Regions from separate parts of the Oryctolagus cuniculus genome. Here region 1 is linked to region 2. Evidence: chromatin contacts called from public Hi-C data. All regions are on one chromosome and are shown on one strand. Each heading gives the region's core, a stretch centred on a gene start, on an enhancer-like site or on the middle of the called end of the contact. The rest is flanking DNA. Distances are from core to core; before and after follow the strand shown.

What was found. Hi-C and Micro-C count contacts between places; a contact is called where the count stands out from the background.
Region 1: a contact with region 2 is called in a Hi-C map of an unstated tissue, with 2.6 times the contacts expected there. The contact joins two enhancer-like sites. A contact is called at or near these places in 2 of 6 Hi-C or Micro-C datasets (embryonic fibroblasts and an unstated tissue).

Annotation. Positions count from the first base shown.
Region 1 is chr4:102,564,199-102,569,861 of mOryCun1.1, reverse strand. It overlaps LOC127482901 (a long non-coding RNA gene), which reads left to right and starts at 5,402. Exons shown (of 3, transcript XR_007908806.2): 1 at 5,402-5,663. Within about 2 kb of position 2,536, at least 4 of the 8 cell types and tissues checked have an H3K27ac peak or open chromatin away from gene starts, as enhancers often do.
Region 2 is chr4:102,130,471-102,135,991 of mOryCun1.1, reverse strand. All of the region lies in intron 2 of LOC127482903 (a long non-coding RNA gene), which reads left to right. Among named protein-coding and RNA genes, the nearest start is that of TBL1XR1, 590 kb to the left of the region's middle. Within about 2 kb of position 3,216, at least 1 of the 8 cell types and tissues checked has an H3K27ac peak or open chromatin away from gene starts, as enhancers often do.

The sequences.
Region 1 (5,663 bases), core at 1,287-3,786, 430 kb before region 2:
TTTTTTTTTTTTTTTTTTTTTTTTTTTTTTTTTTGACAGGCAGAGAGGACAGTGAGAGAGAGAGACAGAGAGAAAGGTCTTCCTTTGCCGTTGGTTCACCCTCCAATGGCCGCCGCTGCAGCCGGCGCACCGCGCTGATCCTGGCAGGAGCCAGGAGCCAGGTGCTTTTCCTGGTCTCCCATGGGGTGCAGGGCCCAAGCACCTGGGCCATCCTCCACTGCACTCCCTGGCCATAGCAGAGAGCTGGCCTGGAAGAGGGGCAACCGGGACAGAATCCGGCGCCCCAACCGGGACTAGAACCCGGTGTGCCGGCGCCGCAAGGTGGAGGATTAGCCTATTGAGCCACGGCGCCGGCTCTAAGTACAACTTTCTAAGTACAACTTTAGGAATATAGAGGTTCTTCCCACCATAACCACCCTCCCACCCCACCTCCTCCTCCCTCTCCCATTCCCAGTCCCGTCCTTTTATACTCCCCTCTGTAGCTCTGAGCCCAGCAGAGTGCTTTCGGAACACATGGGTTGCACCAACAGTTCCTGGCTGCACCTCCCAGGTGCTACCGGTTGAGGGGTCAGCTGCTGGATGGCAGGGCCCCTCCCAGAAGCACCAAGGGCCTCACACGCTGCGCCCTGTCCTGTCTGTCTTATTAAAGCAAGAGAGGGTGTGCACGATAAGGCAGGGTGGGACCCTTGACTCACAGACTCACAATTAGCAGGCTTTTGTCTTTGAATCTGACTGGAAGTGACTCATGGGCTGGAAAAAAACCTGTTGGAAACAAATGAGGGGGAAAAAAAAGGAGGTTAAGCCAGTGCTGCATTTCATGCTCAGATAAAATGCAGATCTGCTGTCCCATAAACGTTGACTACTGTACACTACCTCAGCCTCCTTCCAACAAAACCCAGGGGGACTTATTAAGCGCGACAATTCACTCATTTTCTCCAAGATTTTTATTAAATGCAATTTAGAGGGGATAAAGTTTCCTTCTTTCTCTTCACTCGAATGAACCCTAATTACCACTAGGGTGGAATAAGATGGGCTTCTTGAAGTCCGCCGCGATGAGTATTGCTTCCCCTTTAAATTAACCCGCCAGTCTCTTGTTCAAAAAGCCAGCGGTGCACTTCCTGTCCACACAGACTTGGCTCCATGCATTTTAAAGAGCATTTATTAAGCACCTGGTGATGGGGCACTGACAACTATATAGCCTGTGCAGGACAAAAGACACAGCTTTGCCTGGGGGTGGGGGTGGGGTTTACTGTGGGGGGTGGGGAGTGAGTTTTGCACTAAGATTCTGTGCAAGTTAAGACTAACAAAAGCCATTTTGGACTGCTTGGGGGTTGCAAGTAACAAAACACCAATCAGGTTAAGCAGTAGGGAGAATGTGTAGGTGGTCACAAGTCATCCGTGGCAGGCAGCATGCACCAACCGCCAATTCCATCAGCCCCCACTGGGCTCTGTCCCTGCCCCCAGCCCTGCCTTCACACACGCTGGGAAACAGCTCATACACAAGGTTCCTAAATACACCAACTTGCAGTTTTAGCCCTGGGCAGAAACTGTGTTTTTTCACTTCCAGTTTCAAAATCCCCCCCAAGAAAACCTGTGTTGTGTCAGGTCTTTGCTCGCGGACTCCCTGCCTGCCACAAGGTTGGGGAAGGGCAGCGACTGGTACAGCTTAGGTCGGAGGCTCCCTGCCCACTCTCTCTCGGCGCCGACAAAGCGGCTCCTGCTGTAACTGCGGGTGTGGGGCGCCACTAAGCCAGGAGTGGAGGGGGAAGGGCTGAGGACGCCGGGCTGCCGGTGCGTTTTCAGAAACCACCGCAGGGGCTCTGGCCTCACCGGCCGCCCAGGACTGGACTCTGGGCAAGCCAGTCCCTTGCGAAATCTGGATTTCACTGAATCCTCACGACGGTCACTGAGGGGCCTGGCTGCTGCCCCCATTTCACAGATGCGGGCCTCAGAGACGTTGAGCACCCGGCCCACACTTAGGCAGCTAAGAAGCCCACAGAGCAGGATTCTGCTTCCAGGCGCTTCCAAGTCTCTGGGCTGCTGGCACCACCCAGGGCGCGCACCCACCCAGCTCAGCGGGGAGGAGAAGGCCGGCCCTGGGGGAGGGGCAGCCCGACACCGCGGGTTGGGCCGGGGTCCCACCCGGGCCCGAGGCGTGCAGGGATGCGGCCTGAGGAGCCCACGCCGAGCAGGGCGCGGGGTGGGGGGAGGGGTGCTCGGGGCCTGAATGCAAGGCCCCGGCACCGCAGGCAAGGCCACGCCCTGGTTGGGAGAGCGTCCCTCCAGATCCCGGCCTTTAACTGCAATCCCATTTAAGGACAACCCGGCCCGGTTCACACCTAGCCTTGAAGATGACAGATGGCTCTGTGGTCCATTTGCAGGGTGAGAACGGGAGCCTATAACTCTGCACCTGCACTGCCGGCTCCATAAACCAAGCAGATCGTGGCCCATAAAATGCCACCGCCGCTGAGGCGCAAAATCCAAGCGGTCACCTGGAGAAGGAAGTCCGCCACGGAGAGCGCCCCGGGACCCCGCACCCACGGGGGAGGCTGGGCACGCGGGTGGGGGATGGGCGCAGGCGGCCTCCCCTCCCCCCACCCCGTGCCTCCGCTCCCGGCTTTGTAGCCCTGCTCTGCCACGTGGTAAAAGCTTCCGGAGGGCGGGGGGTGGAGGGGGCGGCATCAGTTATTTCTGCCTGAAGAGTTTTTGACCAAACGTAAGCGTCGGAGGAGCGGGAGCCCGAACCCCCCACCCCGCCACCCCCCAAGCCCCAGCGGCTGCGACCCCGACGCGGCGGCGGCAGAGCCCCAGCGCCGAGCGGCTGCAAGGCGCCCCTCCCCCGCCGCGCCCGCGAGCCCATTTTCGCTTGGCCGGTCCCCGCGCTGCCGGATGGATCGCGCCCCACCCCCGCTCCTCTGCTCAGTCATTCAGACTTGGAAAGTCAATAACACGCTGACATCATCAGGGGTTTGTGTATTATTACACGGCTACTTTCCAGAGTACCTGGCATTCTCTAAGAGAGGAGCACTCTGGCTGCCCAAGAAAGGGCCCTGAACTGGGAGCCTGGAGGCCTCGGGCGGGGCGGCTGCTCGGAGCAAGGCTCGGTGCTCGGCGGGGAGCGTCTTCTGGGCACCAATTAGGAGCAGATCCTCAGCTTCTGCTGCGCTGGATGCAGATGCACTTTAGATATCGATACAGCCTTCACTGTGGCTTGGGGGCACACTTATAAATCATCCTTAAGTGACCTGTGTTTCTACCAGAGACATCCAGAAGCATTTTCAGTGATCTTTGCATAGGAAAAAAAGAAAGGCATCTTCTAGGCCCAGGAGCCCAAAGCTGATTCTTCTGAGCCTCTCGGGGTTTGCCTGTGCGAGTCTCTTATGTAATCGCCATCACGGCTGATTAGGTCTTCCTGGTCTCTTCCTCCCTCCAGGGCTGAGCTGGGTGGTTTGGTGGCTGTGTTTTTCTTTAAGCCGCATGCTGGGCAAACACACATCCATAGGAAACACATCCCAGATCCACGGTGCAGGCTGCTCCCCCAACGGCTCCCTTGTGCAGAGTGGCTCAGTTTTTTTTTGGGGGGGGGGAGGGAAGTAGATTAATTTGTTGTTAATTAAGACTCCTTTATGTTGCTACTCTGGCATTTCCTTTTCCTAGAACGAGTTTTTAAAGATAATTTCATGTATTTTAGATGATCCCCCCCTCCTCTTGGCTGTGGTACTTGAAACAGCTTATATAATGACTTAACTATCGATTACTGTTCTGTTCATACACACACCTGAGTTTAAAAAAACAGCCGTAAAACTTAGACAACGCTGTACCTTCTCTATTTGGCCAAACAGGCGATTTCTTTCTTCACACACACACACACACACACACACACACACACACACACACACAGGGCTGACTGACCTCATTTGAGATTTTCTTAGTATCTTAAGTGGCAAAAAATGGCAGCCAGCCCTGAGCTGGCTGCCCAGAGAAGTACAAGGGCAGAGCTGTTCTTGCCTGGCCCCATCCTACCCTGGGAACCTCAGGCCCAGCGCCATAGGCAGTGATAGAAACACCCCCCCTCCCGCCGGAAGCGAAGCAGACTCGGGTCTCAACAATGTAACAATTTCCCTATGTGCACTTGATCGGTTCAGGAGAATTTGTAGTCGGTTATGACTGCTTCCTTCCAGATGGTCCGAAGGAAAACTCTCCCACCAGGCTTGCACTTCTAAAAATCACTTCCCCAGGCCTGTCCCTTCCCCGTTTCCCCTTTCCGAGGCGAGGCAGCTGGGGAGCCCGAGCAGCCAAGCAGGCCTTCCAGGCCATTCGGTGCATGCGTGTTCCTGTTCCTGTTCCGCCTGTGGAGACCGAAGTGGGGAGGAGGGGCGGTGCCCAGGACCTGCGCCAGGGGACGCCTCTCTCGCTTGGGGGTTTTCTGAGCTCATTAGAGACCAGTCTGCCTCTTTGGTTCTCCGCAGGAAGAGTCTCTTAAATCTCTAAGCACTTCTGTTTCCTAACCCAACCGACCCTCTGGCCCTTGCCCAAGTCCTGCCAGACACAACTGCCCGATCCAGGGGTCCTTGCTAAGCGAGGGTACCAGCTGCCGAGTTCAGGGTGCTGAGCTTTGAAACTTGGCAACGCGCTCGCCGCCCTGGGGTTTCTGCCAAGGCAGGGGAGGACAAAGGCCAGAGGGTTGGCTTGGGCAGAACCCCTGGGATTAGGAAGTTGGCGCTTTGGCCTAGCAGAGAGCCCTGAAATGAGAAGGAAGAGAAGAGAATTTGTGGAAAGGAACCATGTTGAGGATCTCCAAAGGAGCGCAGCGTGTTGGACAAGCATCAGTGCCAGAGCATGCCCTGTGCCTCTCCAGTGTCAGTCCTCCTGGCCTGGTCGGGGGAGGAGGAGGCACCCGGACCTGGTGGGCGTAGAAGGAGTCCTGTTAGAGTGACACTGGCATTTCCCACAATCCTCTGCGGGAAAGGAGGGGACCCCCAGGGCCTTTACTGTCACGTGTTTGTCAGCTGGTTATACCGGGCGCATTTTCATTCACCCAGGGTTACCCCTTTGCGGGGGGGTCCCTGTGAAGACATTCAGCTACAAAGCCCTGACCCTGCTGTGGGACAGGCAGTGTCTGCACATGGATCCTTTGGCTTGATGAAGGCCACGGCATTGCTTTTTTGAATTATCTCTGGGCAAGATTTCCAATTGCTTGCATGCTGATTTCTTTTCTTTAAAAAAAAATTAAATAAAAAATATACAAAACACAAGCCAATTTTTTTATTATTAGATTCAGAAAATTAGATTCAGAAAATCATTCTGTCAAATGGTTACTGAGGTTTCTAAATGTTATTCTCAGTTGCTATGCACATCTCATGGCGGAATGTAACAAACAGTTCTTGAACCTGGGAAGGAACTTTGAGGAGCACAGGAGCAGGCCTTGCAATCCGGAGGCTTAAGAGCCAAATTGAGGTCCCATGTCTATGTAGGTTGGCCTGAATAGGCGTCTTTTAAAAATTGGATTAAAAAAACCCAGAGATTTCACGTAAAAATCCAATTTTTCCTGAAGAGTAAACAGCTTTGGGCAACACAAGCCACATCAGCAACCGGGTGGAGCAAGCAGCTGCCTCCTCTAAGCCAGCACAGCTCACTGCTGCCCACAGCTCTAACCTCTTCCG
Region 2 (5,521 bases), core at 1,967-4,466:
AAAAATATTAAAATAGCCATACAATAAAAGTTAGAGCATATTATTCTTTAAATGAATTTGATATATGGAAATCTGTGTTTAGGTTGTTGGGAAGGGAAGTTAGGAAGTGATTCTTCATTTAATAAAGGAATCATTATTTATACAAAATAAGCCATAATATTATTCTGATTGTGAGTTGCTTGTGAACATCAAATTGACCAAATAGAGGTTTAAATGTTCATTTGCTGAAAATATATCACACATACAAAGCTCAGTATTTCCATATATTAATAGAATGTGTTTAGGAATCCCTACAAGATTGCCCTTAAATTTAAGAGGAAACATTGGGTATATTTTAGAAAGAGTACATATTAGTTCATCCCAAACTTTCAAATTAGGATTATTATAACTATCTCAACCAATGTGAGGAAATTTGAAGAATGTTTCAATAGGAAAAAAAAGTACCAAAGCCCTAAATAAATTCCTCAGAGAATTTTGGAGTCTTTCTTTCTAAGAGGCTCTGAGGTGAAGCCAGTGCTGTTGTCTGGAACACTCCTTGAACAGCAAACCTCCAGAGGAGCTAGGGTCAATAGCCACATCATGTGATACACACACGTTATTTATTTTCGAGTAGCTACATTTTGAAAATGTAGAAGAAAGCAGGATTTTGATAATGCATTTCATTTAAACCAATACATCAAAGTATTATCAATCAACAAAAAGCATCATACATACTTTTAAAGTTTTATTATTTATTTATTTGAGAGGGAAAGAGAAAGAGAAAGAGAAAGAGAAAGAGAAAGAGAGAGAGAGAGAGAGAGAGAGAGAGAGAGAGATTCATCCATTGACTTATTCTGCAAAAACAGCCAGGGCCAGGTCAGGCTGAAGCCAGGAGGTGTAAGCTCAATATTGATGTCCCATGTAGATGACAGGGATCCAACCACTTTGCACCATCAGCTGCTGCTTCACAGAGTGTGCGTCACAGGAACTCAGAGGCAGTATCCAGAGCCAGGCATCAAACCAGGTATTCCAACACTAGATGCAGGTGTTCCAAGTAGTGTCTTAATTGCTGTGCAAAATACCTGTCTCAGTACGCACATAATTTACATTTTTTGTGTTAACCTTTTAGCATCTCAATTTGGACGAGCTGCATTTCAAGTGCTCAACAGCCACACGTGGTTACTAGCCTACTAGCCGGGCAGCTCTAGAGTCCGGGCAGCATAGGCCACCTCATTCTCTAGAGGGAAAATCAGGCGTGAGGTGGGCTGAAGACGCCCTGAGTGGCACAGACAGGCCAAAAGTCAGCATTACCTGAAGTTTGTGGACACGGTGGGGGAAGGATCAGTTAATCTTCCTGTTGACAAGTGGCTACTGTGCATGATGGTAGTTATTTGAAAGGACTTCACCCAAGAAATGTGCTTGCTGGCTGGCTGTGGCAAAGAGATCTCAAGTATTTTCCAGGAGCCGGAGCCAAGGTTTTGTTTACATTCACCTGGAACTGTTAAAGAATTCCCGAAGGAGCCTCTAATGGATTTGCAAGGGAATTTCGGGAAAGGTGCATTTTGGGATATCTGTATTACCCAGGGACATTTGACACCAAGAAAAGATAAAACAAAAGAGCTGGGAGAAGTGAAGCTTTGAACTGGAGGAGAGGTTGACATTTTGATATTTGATTGGACTTTTGTTTTGTAGTTCCGGAAAGTAAGTTATAAATTACCTGAAAGGAAGCAACAACTTGAGGGATTTGTTCAAGATATCACTGGGGTGGGAACAAAAATCCAAAAGAAATCTTGGGAAAGGTTGTTGAGACAGATTTTTTTTTTGTCTATTCTAATTTAATAAACTGGCCACAATCTGTGTGAGCCTTTGTGTTGCATATGGCAGAAAACACATGGAGGGATCCAAGAAACAGAGATGCAGAGTTCAACTTGACCTTTAAAATCGGCTCTTCCAAGAAAGCAACTTCTTTTTTTTTTTCCTTAAGATTTACAGACATTTAAGAATTACAAAGAGATAGAAGGAGAGACAGACAAAAAGATCTTCCTTTTACTGGTTCACTCCCCAAATGGCTGCAACTGCCAGGGTTGGGCCAGGCTGAAGCCAGGAACCAAGAGCTTCTTCTGGTCTCGTATAGGGGTGGCAGGGGTCCAAACACTTTCATCTTCTGTTTCTTTCCAGGCACATTTGTAAGGACCTGGATCAGAAGTGGAGCACTTGGGACTTGAACCAGTGCCCATATGGGATGCCAGCACTGCACGCAGTGGCTTATCCCATTGTGCCACAGCACTAGCCCTGAAAACTACTGTTTGATAGCATACCCTAAATAACCTAAAGACCTCCTAATAAGGTTCTCTTCCTACATACCGTACTTGGATGACGTTTTCATAATCTTGATACCACTTAGTTAAAGACTTTGAGATTTAACTTTGTTTATGAGTCCAGGAGCTATATTCTTTATAAAAATGTGTTTATTTATTTTATTTGAAAAGCATACACACACACACACACACACACAGAGGGAGATAGAGAGAGGCAGAGAGAGAGAGATCTTCATCTGGTTGTTCACTCTACAAATACCCACAAAGGCTGGGATTGGGCCTGGCTGAAGCCAAAAGACAGGAATGCAAGCTTAGTCTCCCATGTGGAAGGTAGGGACCAAAGTATGTGAGCTATAATCTATGGCCTCCCCGAGTGCCCATTAGCAGGATAGCTGGAGATGGGATGGAGTCAGGCATTTGATAAGGGATACAGGCATCCCAAACAGCCTCCCAGTTGCTACACCAAATGCCGACTCCTCAGGAGCCATATTCTATCTAAATTCTAGCAACAGTAGAATATGTTTAAGCTAAATAGGAAGATAAACACTTTAACTTGAGGCTCTTTTTCTTTCTGAAAGGCCTAAGCTGGGAAGGCAGATACAATTAAAGAAGCCAAGAGAAATTGGTTAGCCCATTTTTGGCTGCAAATAACAGAAACACAGATGCCAACTATCTTAAATGATAATAATAATAACGTCCCACTTGGCCAGGTCCTGAGACTGGATGACACTGCCTGAATGGCATCGTTGTGTTTCAGATTTCTCTTTTCTCCACTACCCACTGAGTAGGTTTCTCTGCAGACAGCAGCAGCACTTCTAAACAGCACATTTATGGACGAGAATAGCCAGGAGAAGAAGGAAAAATCTCTTCTCACACTGTCGCTCTCTAAGCCTTTCTTTGTGCCAGAACTGGATCACATGCCCAATCCTGAATAGATTACAGCCAAGGAAAATCCAATCGCCCATATTCCAGTGAGGTCAAGCCTGGAGTTGGGGCACATGTCTGAGCAAAAGAAGGATGGCTATCTGACAAAATTAGGTTCTGTTAAAAAAAGCAAGAGGGAGGAATGGATTCTGGGTAGGCACCAGTACTGCTACCAAAGATCATGTGTAGGTTTCTCCTCCTGGTGAAAATGTGTTTGAATTCATGGTAATCTATAGTACACTGTGTGACAGGATATGTCTGTCTGAGCTGAGCTAGGCAGTCTGTGTGATGCAAGCCAGTCCTGAAATAGCTCTTTGGAAGACATTGCATCATGTCACATTCTAGTTAAGACGTGCATTATGAAAAGGCTTATGTTTACACCCAACTTTAAGTTAAAATGCCTCTTCAAAGATGCCCAGGATTTTAATTTATTTTTTTTACAAGACAGCAGGTCTCCCAGAAAATGATTGGGTTAACTTTGTGTTGGATGACCATGTTCACTTCTGATGGATCATACATGTGTTTTAATGCTTCAGTTTTGCTTAAGCCTAGCTCAGCAAAAGAAGAAATATTTTTGAGTGTGGTTGTTCTTATGCCTTTGTTGTAAATGAAAAGTAATGAACATTTCATGAGTTAGTATCTTTTTAAACAGTTAACTGTCAAGGTACTGTAGCTAAGCTGTGAAATAGAGATGAAGTAGTTATCAACCTGCAACAATTCTAGAAGATAGTGCACACTTCTGGCTTTTTAGCATATTTTCCAGCACTAATTTATTTACAGTTTTCTTGGCACCACACTGTGCAGCTCCTGTTTTTCCAATATAATACCTGAGCATAATTACACAGTTAAAATTTTCATTCTATCAGATTCATATAATGATAAGGATATTTATTCTATACAGTGATAGTAATATTTAATGTCATACTAGCTCCTACGCAAATAGTACTTTAGGAGAAACTTTGCTCCTTTCTCTGGCACCTTATATTAATATTCTTCACCTTGAATGCCAAATTTGGAAGTAAAAGAAATTCCAGGGAAGAAATTTCCCTCTCTCTCTTTCTCTCTCTTTCTTTTTCTCCATAAATTTTCTTGTTCAGAAGGTTTTATTTTAAGTTCTCCTCTTCATTTTTCTTTCTTGTTTACTACAGGAATGCAAACTTGACCTTGACTTTAAGGTCAAAGCATTTTCAGACTGTGCAGTCAGCAGAGAATAGAAAAAAAAATCAATGTGAAACATATTAGAGAAGAATAAGGGTACGAGTAATGCAGAAGTGCTGGGAAGTCATGCAGAAACTGGAAACAACTGAGGTAATACTCAAAGGAAGAATACACTACTCTGAGATTTTTTTATGATTCTTTTCTCTTTAACTTCCCTTTCCTTAAATGGCATGGGTTAGAATTATGGTAATTCAAAGCCTGGATCATTTTCAAGAGATAAAAATTACTTTTGACCTGTAAAAAAGAGACTTCTGTTCCTTTTTTTTCCTGAAGCATTTTTTTCTTCTTTCTCTGTTTTTGTTGGAGGTAGGAGAAATGCCTGTTCCACATACCTGATATGGCATCAAGCTGGGGTGTGTTTCTTCAAGCTCCATGGATAAAATTGCACCAAAAATTATCGGAGTGTTTGAGTCAGCAGTGGAAATAAACTGAATTTTTAATGAGAACATATTTTGACTTTATAAAGATACATATCAAATGTGAAAGCTGTAAAAGTTTGAATAGAATCATAGTAGAAATTTTTAAGATAGAACTATCTATTCAGCTCTTTCTAGAATCTAGCTACAGAAGGAAGAAAGGAAGGAAGGAAGCAAGGAAGGAAGCAGGAAAGAGAGAGGGAAGAAGGGAGGAAGGAAGAAGAGAGAGGAGGAAGAGGAAGATCAGTAGTTAGTTATGATAAGGATTTTTTTTCCTCATTGGAGTCAAGAACAAACTTGCATAGAAAAAAATCAAATTACTCCATTGAAGCTTAATATTCCCTATAACTCACTGAACTGCAGAACTATCCGAGAGAATTTTAACCTCAACTACGTGTATATGTGTGCATATTTTCATTACATGTATAACATGAAAAGACAAAATCTTCATCTCATCTCCATACAGACATGAGGTTTGGCTGTTGTTAAGTAATTATTAAACCCAAATAGTCAGGAAAATATGAAATGCTCTCTGAAAAGGGATTAATATTCACTGTATGGTAAATTTTCTAAAACTTTAAATGAAACATGTTACATGTGAGATAGACCTATTTTGTAACTTAGATTGCTGTGCATGTGTGCGTGAGCACACACACACACACTCAT